Regions from separate parts of the Mus musculus genome. Here region 2 is linked to region 1. The links are chromatin contacts, called in public Hi-C maps. All regions are on one chromosome and are shown on one strand. Each heading gives the region's core, a stretch centred on a gene start, on an enhancer-like site or on the middle of the called end of the contact. The rest is flanking DNA. Distances are from core to core; before and after follow the strand shown. Region 1 holds the start of Blnk (B cell linker). Region 2 holds the start of Pgam1 (phosphoglycerate mutase 1).

Region 1 (4,295 bases), core at 681-3,180:
TCGTGGTACTTTGGTGATTCAGTCATCTGTGTACCTGCTGTTGTAGACTGGGCCTGGCTGCTCTTCAAGGCATAAGCTGTGGAGTCACACTGTGTGGTCTCACTTCATTAACAAGTCAGCAGCTGAGATTTGGTAACCGGTTCCCAGTCGTGATCAACCCTTCTTGGCAAGCCGTGGCAGCAGGAAAGCCACTGGGTCAGGCTTGGATCATTGAACTGACCCACTCCACACACTCCACACCACACGGGGCAGAACTGCAACACACCGGCCTGGAAAAGCAGTTTCTCGTTTTCATCGTGTCGGACTTGAATACAGTAAAAAGAAGAAAGACAAGCGGCTGTAAAAAGAAAAAGCAGAAGTGGAACCCTCGACCCTCTCTCTTTCTCTGGGGAAATAAGAAGTTGCCAGACCAGGTGCTCGACAGAGTTGGTGGAGAGGAAAGTCCGCAGGTCAATTGGAAGCATTTTACAACCATCCAGAAGGAACAAAAGGCTATTATCACCCCCCTGGCCAGACTCTCCTGACCCTTGATGACATCATATATGGTTTTTATGTTCCTTTCTGCTAAGAGCTGTGGGAAGGGCGGGGCAGGGAACTAGATCTCCTTCAGGATACATTGCAAGAAAACCGTGCAGGCAGATTAGAGAAAGGCAACAGTTACGGGAAGCAAGTGTCTGCATTTCTCTCCTGATGCCCTACTCTTCTGCAAAGGGACCTCACCCTTCAACCACTCTGAGGCATCAGCTCTCGGACATCCTGAAGAATGGCAAATTCAGATATAGTGCATGAACGTGAACAGTCAAGGAACCAGGAGGACCGAAGAGCTCCTCTTTGAACAAAGAACCTGGGGGTGGGGGTGGGCAGGGGCGGGAAGAAATCCGGGTTTGCTCTCTGTCTCTTCTCCTCCCTTCTCTGGCCTGGTCCTCCTTCCCACTCTCTCCTCAGCCAGGCCCTTGAAGCTATAACAGGAGAGATAACTGAAATCCCTCCACTCTGTCTCCCTCCAACCCCCCGTGCATTCTTTAGACCCAGGTCGATGGTCCTTTGATAATGTTCAGAACGTAATCTCCTTTCACAAAGGTGACTAGGATGTGCCAGGTGAGTGGGGGTGGGGGTGTTCAGGTCCAAGGGGAAGAAAGAACACGCCCTCTCATTTTTTTGTTTTTTGTGTTTTGTTGTCTCGAGGAGTATAGCAGAACTGTCTAGATGGGGTCAGAGGCAGGTGTGGGATTTCACTGTGCTTGGGATACCCCTACACCTGACATGTCGCACTGGGTGTGATGAGAGGGGAAGACATGGAGGGGAGTTAGGAGGCATCCGCCTGATGTCATGTGTTGGGAAATCACTAGGCTTGTCCTCAGCTGACTTTTGAGTGTATCCTGTCTTTATTTGAAAATGGCAAGCTTTCAGCAAGGCAACTCCTGACTCCACACAGCATACGATAGGGTCGCCTTTCCCCACCCCTAAGTGACCTTGACCTTGCACAAAGAATTACCTATCACATTTTAAATGACCACTGCTGTGACCTCGGTGACAAGAACTGTCCATTTCATGTCTTAGTTCTTAAGAAGAAGAGGCTAACCCATGGCTTAATGCAAATGAGCAGAAAGCCCCCAAAGAGCCATCCAGATATAATTGATTATTCAGCTTTTCCTTGTACCTAAGAAGTGGCAGGGTGACTCTGGCCATCTGCTAAAAACAGGGACTACCTAAGGTTTGGGACAAACAGGAAGTAGTGCTCAGTCAGAAACTTATCCAACCTGGCAACACACCTGATCATAAAAGAGCTACTGGAAGGGATTTGCATGCCCAATAAGGTTTCACTACCGAAGTTTACACAACGCACAGTAATCAGCCAGGCTGGCTGACTCCCTGGATCACATGACCTCGTAGAAACATGAAACTTGGCGATGCGCTCCAGCGAGTTTTACTTCCCCTGTGCAGGGGTGTTTGCCAGCAGCCTGTGGGTTGCTCGCAGAAGTCAGTTCCAGTGGCTTGAGTTCTTGAGGCCAGAGCCTTACCATGCTGCTCCCCAGGAAGTCCAGGAGCTGCTGACACCCCCCTGGACAGCGACACATCCTCTCTCAAGAAAATGGACAAGCTGAATAAGATAACTGTCCCTGCCAGCCAGAAGCTGAGGTAAGAGATTCCCTTCGGAGCCTTATTCCTCTTCTTTGCCCTCTAGGGCTCCTCCAGCGCTCAGAGGCACCAAAACCTTGGGATACTTGACCAGTGCCAATCGGTTAGCAATGGCTATAGGGAAGTAGATCAGCTTTTTAAAGAAACGTGTAGGAGGAGTGAAGGAACCTGCTTTGGCTGGTTTTTGCCAGGGATGGGACAAAGAGTGAAGCTCTGGGAAGGCAAGAAGATAGAAAATTTGATGGCCCACATGCTAGCAACAGCCAGCTTTCTGAGTCTGAGGAGGGGCTCATCCATGGTGTGAAGAGCGTTTGTAGTCACTGTCGCTTACTGACTCTTGTTTGTTTTGTGGGTGTTCACCCTAAGTTTATTGGGGGAACTACGCGTCTCTCCAGTACCCTCATGACTATCTATTTTAGAATGTCAGATGGCTCACTGGATAAAGTGCTGAATGTGCAGGTCTGATGATCTAAGTTCCATGCCCACAACCCAGATAAAAAACGGAAAGAGAAGCAACTCCACAAAGCTGTCCTTGGACTCCACAGTCACTGCCAGCCTGGCACATGCATGCCCTGACACATCATGCCCACACACATTTCACACACACATACACACACACATACTGATAATAACAATAACCATTTTAAAAAACAGCTTTGGCAATTTAAAGAAATATATACTAAGAAAGAATAAGCCAGCAGTGGCCTAAGGCATACATACGTCAAGAGACCATGCAAAGATGACTTCCCAGTTTTTGAGTTTGAAGAGCATTGTCTTCTGAAGTGGGGCTGATGACTCTCAGAGGCTGGAACTTTCAAACGTTTAAGGGTGTGTTATATTCCATGTGCAGGCTAGAACTTTGGACTTTCATGAGGTCATACTTAAGGGATGGAGCACTGGAGAGTCTGAGACAAATGACAAGAAAAGACATGGAGTTGATAGAAGGACAGTCTTTCACGGTGGCACATGGGTCTTCTCACTCTGAGGGGTTTGGTAAGAGGCAGACTGAGAGGTACTAAGGGGTCCAGACCAGCGGGCAGCATCAGCTGGTCAGCCATTTTATAGAGGATACCCAGGAGAGCCACAGAGCCTTTAACATGGAAGTTAGAAGGTCCCACAGGCACCCTCCATCTTCTGCTGTGCATCTCACGGAAGGGAAGGGTAGAGCAGACATCGTAGAAATAATAAGGGGGCCACGAAGTGGAGAAGAGGATTGGAGTAGCAGAGACATCTTCATGAAGATGATGCTTCAAGAATTAAGCCTCTGAGAGGCAGCTGAGAAAACAGATGGAGAGCTGAGGGAAACAGGTTACATGCTGAGGGGGCTGTAACCTCACACGTACAGGCTGATGCGAGTGCAGTCTCAAATGTGGGCTGGTGAGAAAAGTCCTGCCTAGCAGAGGCCACAGAGTGGAACGTATGGGGTGAGAGGGCCCTGGGAAATTGGTCCTGTCTAATGGGGCCAGCTGGAAAAGAGCCACTTGGGGGCGGGGGGGGGGGGTCTAACCATACAGAGTTGGGCAGCGGCTGTGCTGTTAGGGAGTGATCAGGACGGATTGCATAGGGGAAGCTGAAGGTACAGATCCTGGGGGTGCTGGGGATATAACTATCCCCAGCATCTAGAGTTAAAGGCACAGCACTGAGAAGGGACAAGCAGGGAGAAGTCAGAGGACCTGGCAGAGAACTGACAGGGTCTCCTGTCGAGGCTGCTCTGAGCAGAGGTCCCAACGGTCCCTAACCTAAAGCCGCTCAAATGCTCAGAATGCGCTCCAGAGAACCTAGATGAGGATCGAAATAAAGAGAGCAATAGAATTTTAATCACTTTACGATCCCTCCCGGTGAGACAAAATTCCGTCTAACCATGGAGTGGGTGGTGGGCATTATGTAATTATATTATAGGCGAGAAGGCCACAATTATATTGCAGTTAATCACATGCTACGTCTATCCGCTGAGAGCAAAGCATCATTTCCCCACCACCCCCACCCCTCCACACCCCCCCCCCCCCCCGCACTTGGTTACTAAGTTGTCTGCACAGACTTGGCCCGGTTTTTTTAATGAAATGTGCAGTCAGCGTGGACCTTTGCAAAGAAATGCAACTGTAAACAAAACAACTCAAAAAACCACCTCAAATATTTTCTGTAAATACTGGACACGG
Region 2 (4,106 bases), core at 1,477-3,976, 920 kb before region 1:
ACCTTTCTAAAGGGCTCATGCTCCCATACCACACTGTGATTTCGTCTTCACTAGAATCCTATGATGTTACTATCTTCTCAACCCATTTTTAGCAGACAAGCAAATAAAGACAAGCACTGGGCTCGGCAGCATGTTTTTAATCCCAGCTCAGTAGAGGGAGCCTGGGGGAATCTTGAGTTCAAGCCTAGCTAGTTGGACTTGTCTTTATATTTTTGAATTAAGGAGCTGTCCCTTTTCTTATCCCAGGACACACCCCTGTGTTCACCAGCACACAAGGCCCTCTTCAAGTTTAACCACAAACTTTTCTGGGCATTGCTTCATATTGAGACTAGCAACAGTTATTAAAAAAAAGAAGTAAAATTTCCTGCCAGTCAGTCAACTGACAATGAGGCCACTGAGACCAGCTAGTGGGGACAGGGAAGATTAATACCAGGAAAACCACTACCACCCACAAGGAAAGACAATCTCACCCCCGAGCCTCTGGACAAGCTGATGAGAACTGACAGCCATCATCACAGCCTTCACCATCTCCTTAACCAGGAGAGGAGGGATGTTCCCCAACAAAAGGCTGAGTCACCCACAGAACAAGCCTCAGCACCCGTGATGAGATGCTACAGGCTGCTGTCTCACTGCAATTATTTCCAAATAGTCCCCAAGGACAAAGTGGTACCCCCTGAGGACCCTGGCAAGAATGCCATAGCATCAGAAGCACAAAGACACACCCATTTAATCCAAAGTACAGCCAGGGGGACAATGGACTCTCATCCCCCCCTTCGCCCCCTCACCCCTGGCCTTCCTCCGCCTGAGGCTGCATGGAGGCCTCTCTAGTTTCCTTCTGAAATCTGCAGGAGGAACACTGGTGGAATGAATGGTATGCACCTTGGGTCTTTTCTGTTACTCAATTATCCACAGGAGCCCTCAGTCGGTTTTTGCTTTTAATCTTCCATCCTTTAATCATCTGTGATATCTCTGGGAGATGCTAAACTTACAGTAGCTTTATAAAGACAGTCCAGCTGTGTAGTCCAAGTTGGCCCATGCTCTATAGCCTCCCTTCTTAGCTGCCTGGGTGCTGAGAAAAATTACAGGCATGCAACACCATGTGCGCCTAACGTGTGAGGTTCTAAAACTTAGTGCTATAGTATTTAAGGTTGAAATGGATCTTGTTATTTTCCAGCTCAACGTATAATCATCTTATACCCAGAGAACAGAGGCAGTTAACTTTGTCCTGAGCTAGGCATAAGCAAACTACCACAGGTCTACACAGTGCTTCATGGCACAGAGCTCAAGAAAATGGCTTCCTTAACCAGTACTTTCCTTTTTTCTAGCCTCTCCTACATAGGCCATGCATCTCAAAAAGCAATGTTTCCTTGCCTCAGGAATTCGTATTCAAAATCTTCCCTCATCTGAAAAGGGTGTACAAGAAGCTAGGGAGGGCAACCAAGACACAAGATCACTTCAGGTAGGCATGAGCAACCCTTTTACACAGCTACTGCCGTGTCCAAGTTAGGATGTGCCCTAATCACCAAGAGAAGTGCCTCTTCACTACAGGGAGCGGGGAGGCCTTGCTTTCTTATTAGCATTCCAAAATCACAGAGAACTGTGGGTGGTGCGGGGCACCCAGCATGGATAGGCAAAGGCGAGCTTATCTCCTGGACGCTTTCACCCTTTGCTCTGCCTCTGTCCTTGGCCAAGGGCCCGCCAGTTCCTCACACTTACTTGTTACTCCACCCAGAAATGGGGCAAGGACACTGGATTAGAACTAAGTTTTGTATGACCTTGGACAAATCTTTCCAGTCACTTTTCTAAACTATAACAAGAGGACGGAGAGAGGTAAAAAGGAGGGAAATTAGATCTGCCTGCTTCATAGGGCTGGAGAGAGCATCAACTGAAATCACCCACTCACATTCCTGGATTCGGTTTTGTGGTTTGCTGCTGTGCTACAAAGCTCTCCGAAGCACGCGGTTTCCAGGTTGTCTCAAAGGCCATTAGACATCCCCACCTAACACCCCCCCACTACCCAGGGCGAGCCCGTGACCTGCCGCTTCGCCATGATGGGCAGGCGCCTCAAGTATACTCCGGTACAGCCACTGATGTCACGGGGAATCGTCCGCCAGGCGCCCTAGGCCCTCGTGGTACCCTAAAGGGTCCTGGGCGCCACAGGTGGGGCTGCTCGGACCGGAAGAACAGATTTTAGCCTAGCGGCGGCTGTGCCCTCTTTCTGGCACAGACTCTCAGACTTAACGGGGTGACCTTGACAAGCGGGTTCCCCACCCTGCGTTCACCTCCCCAGATGAAAATTCAACTGCAGAGGCCGACCGAAGTGCCCGCCTCTCGAGAGGGCCCGGGGGCTCAGGCGACCCCTAGGCCGGTGCTGGCCCAGTACGCCACACAGCGCTCGTCCCGCTCGTACCTCGCAACGCCTGCCCGCCGCGCTTCGCCTCCTCGTGGCCCGCCGGGCTCAGGTCGGCGTCGTACCAGCCGCTGAAGCGGTTCTCCAGGTTCCAGGCGCTCTCGCCATGCCGGATCAGCACCAGCTTGTAGGCAGCCATGGCGACGGGCAGAGGATGCAGCAGCAACTGAGGATCGCCGAGATTCTCTTCGCAGCCCGCCCCCCGCCCCGGTCGCGCCTGCGCACTTACAGTCTCCCGCCCCGCTTCCGCGCACTTTCTCCCCGAAATCTTTCCACTCGCTCGACAGACCGCCGCCCGCCCCGTGTGCGCATGCGCCTCAGGCAAGTTCTGCGGCCTGCTAAGGGGGGGGTGTAGTGCACCGCGGCGGCAGTGCGCATGCGTTGTACGTAGCGGTACCCGCGTGCTACCCGGCAGTCACGGAGCGCACGTAAGCAAGGAGCGCGGAGGGTGCTGGTTGCGAGCTTGAGCTCCAGGCGCCGACTGGACACGCCGCGCTTCCTCTTTAGGGATGATCAACTATCCTCTGACCAGTTCTTCAGCCCTGCCAGGCCACAGTCCCATCCCTGCGCAATTCCAATATACACCCTTTTCCTTTTAACTTGTACTTCGGACAAGTCATAAGACGTCTCAGCCTCACTTGTAAAATACTCTATAAACCTAAACGTGGGTTGTTGCTATTTCCCTTCAACAGAACATTGTTCTTTTGGGTTGTTTTGTTGTTTTTTGTTTCTAGTTTGTTGCTTTTTTTTTTTTTTTTTTTTTTTTTTTTTTTTTTTTTGAGACAGTCTCTCTGCGTAACCCTGACTGTCCTGGAACAAGTTCTGTAGACCAGGCCTAGAACTCAGAGATTTCCTGTCTCTGCCACCGAAGTGCTAGATTAAAGGCGTGGTTCATCACGCCAGTTAGAGCACAGCTTTTTTTTTTTTTTTTTTTTTTTAAGATTTATTATTTATTTTTATGTAGCTGTACAAATGGTTGTGAGCTTTCCTGTGGTTGTTGGGAATTGAATTTTTTAGGACCTCTGTTCGTCCTGGTAGGCCCAGCTCGCTCCAGTCGGCCCTGCTTGCTCTGGCCCATAAATTTATTATTTATTATTATAAAAATAATAGTACAATAATAAATATATACATATGCATTTATAACTACATATTATATAATAATAAATAATAAATATGTATTTATACATAAGGCCACTGTAGATGTCTTCAGACATGCCAGAGGAGGGCATCAGATCTCATTATGGGTGGTTGAGAGCCACCATGTGATTCTGGGATTTGAACTCAGGACCTTCAGAAGAGCAGTTAGTTACCTGCTGAGCCATCTCATGTCGCCAGCCCCAAGAGAACAGCTCTATATCCCTTTTCTTCTACTAAATGTTGATTCTGTAGCTGAGAGTGTGTGGAAGCTCCTGTGTAGGTGTACAGGCTCATGTCCTTCTGAGAAGCAAACGTTAGGCCCTTACAACATTACAAAAAGGAATGTCTGTCTCTCCTTACCCCAATTTTAGTATCCACTTGTTAGGACCAATTTCTCCTGCCCAGGCTGTGGACTCTTAGTTTATTTCCATTAAACTTCTTCATGAGCATTAAACATTAGCCAGACAGTGGCCTATTACTAAGATACTAAGATAGTGTCATGAATTCCTGTCCTTTTAGTGGAGAGCAAAATCCACATTTAAACAATTGACAACAGAAC

Evidence for each region. Hi-C and Micro-C count contacts between places; a contact is called where the count stands out from the background.
Region 2: a Hi-C map of B cells shows a contact between it and region 1, with 8 read pairs. The contact joins the promoter of Pgam1 here to the promoter of Blnk in region 1. A contact is called at or near these places in 1 of 39 promoter capture datasets (pre-B cells), 1 of 484 Hi-C or Micro-C datasets (B cells) and 1 of 115 datasets of contacts at active chromatin or transcription factors (embryonic stem cells).

Annotation. Positions count from the first base shown.
Region 1 is chr19:40,991,856-40,996,150 of GRCm38.p6, reverse strand. It overlaps Blnk (B cell linker), which reads left to right and starts at 1,930. Exons shown (of 17, transcript NM_008528.5): 1 at 1,930-2,139. The coding sequence starts at 2,093.
Region 2 is chr19:41,910,491-41,914,596 of GRCm38.p6, reverse strand. It overlaps Pgam1 (phosphoglycerate mutase 1), which reads right to left and starts at 2,726. Exons shown (of 4, transcript NM_023418.2): 1 at 2,411-2,726. The coding sequence starts at 2,549.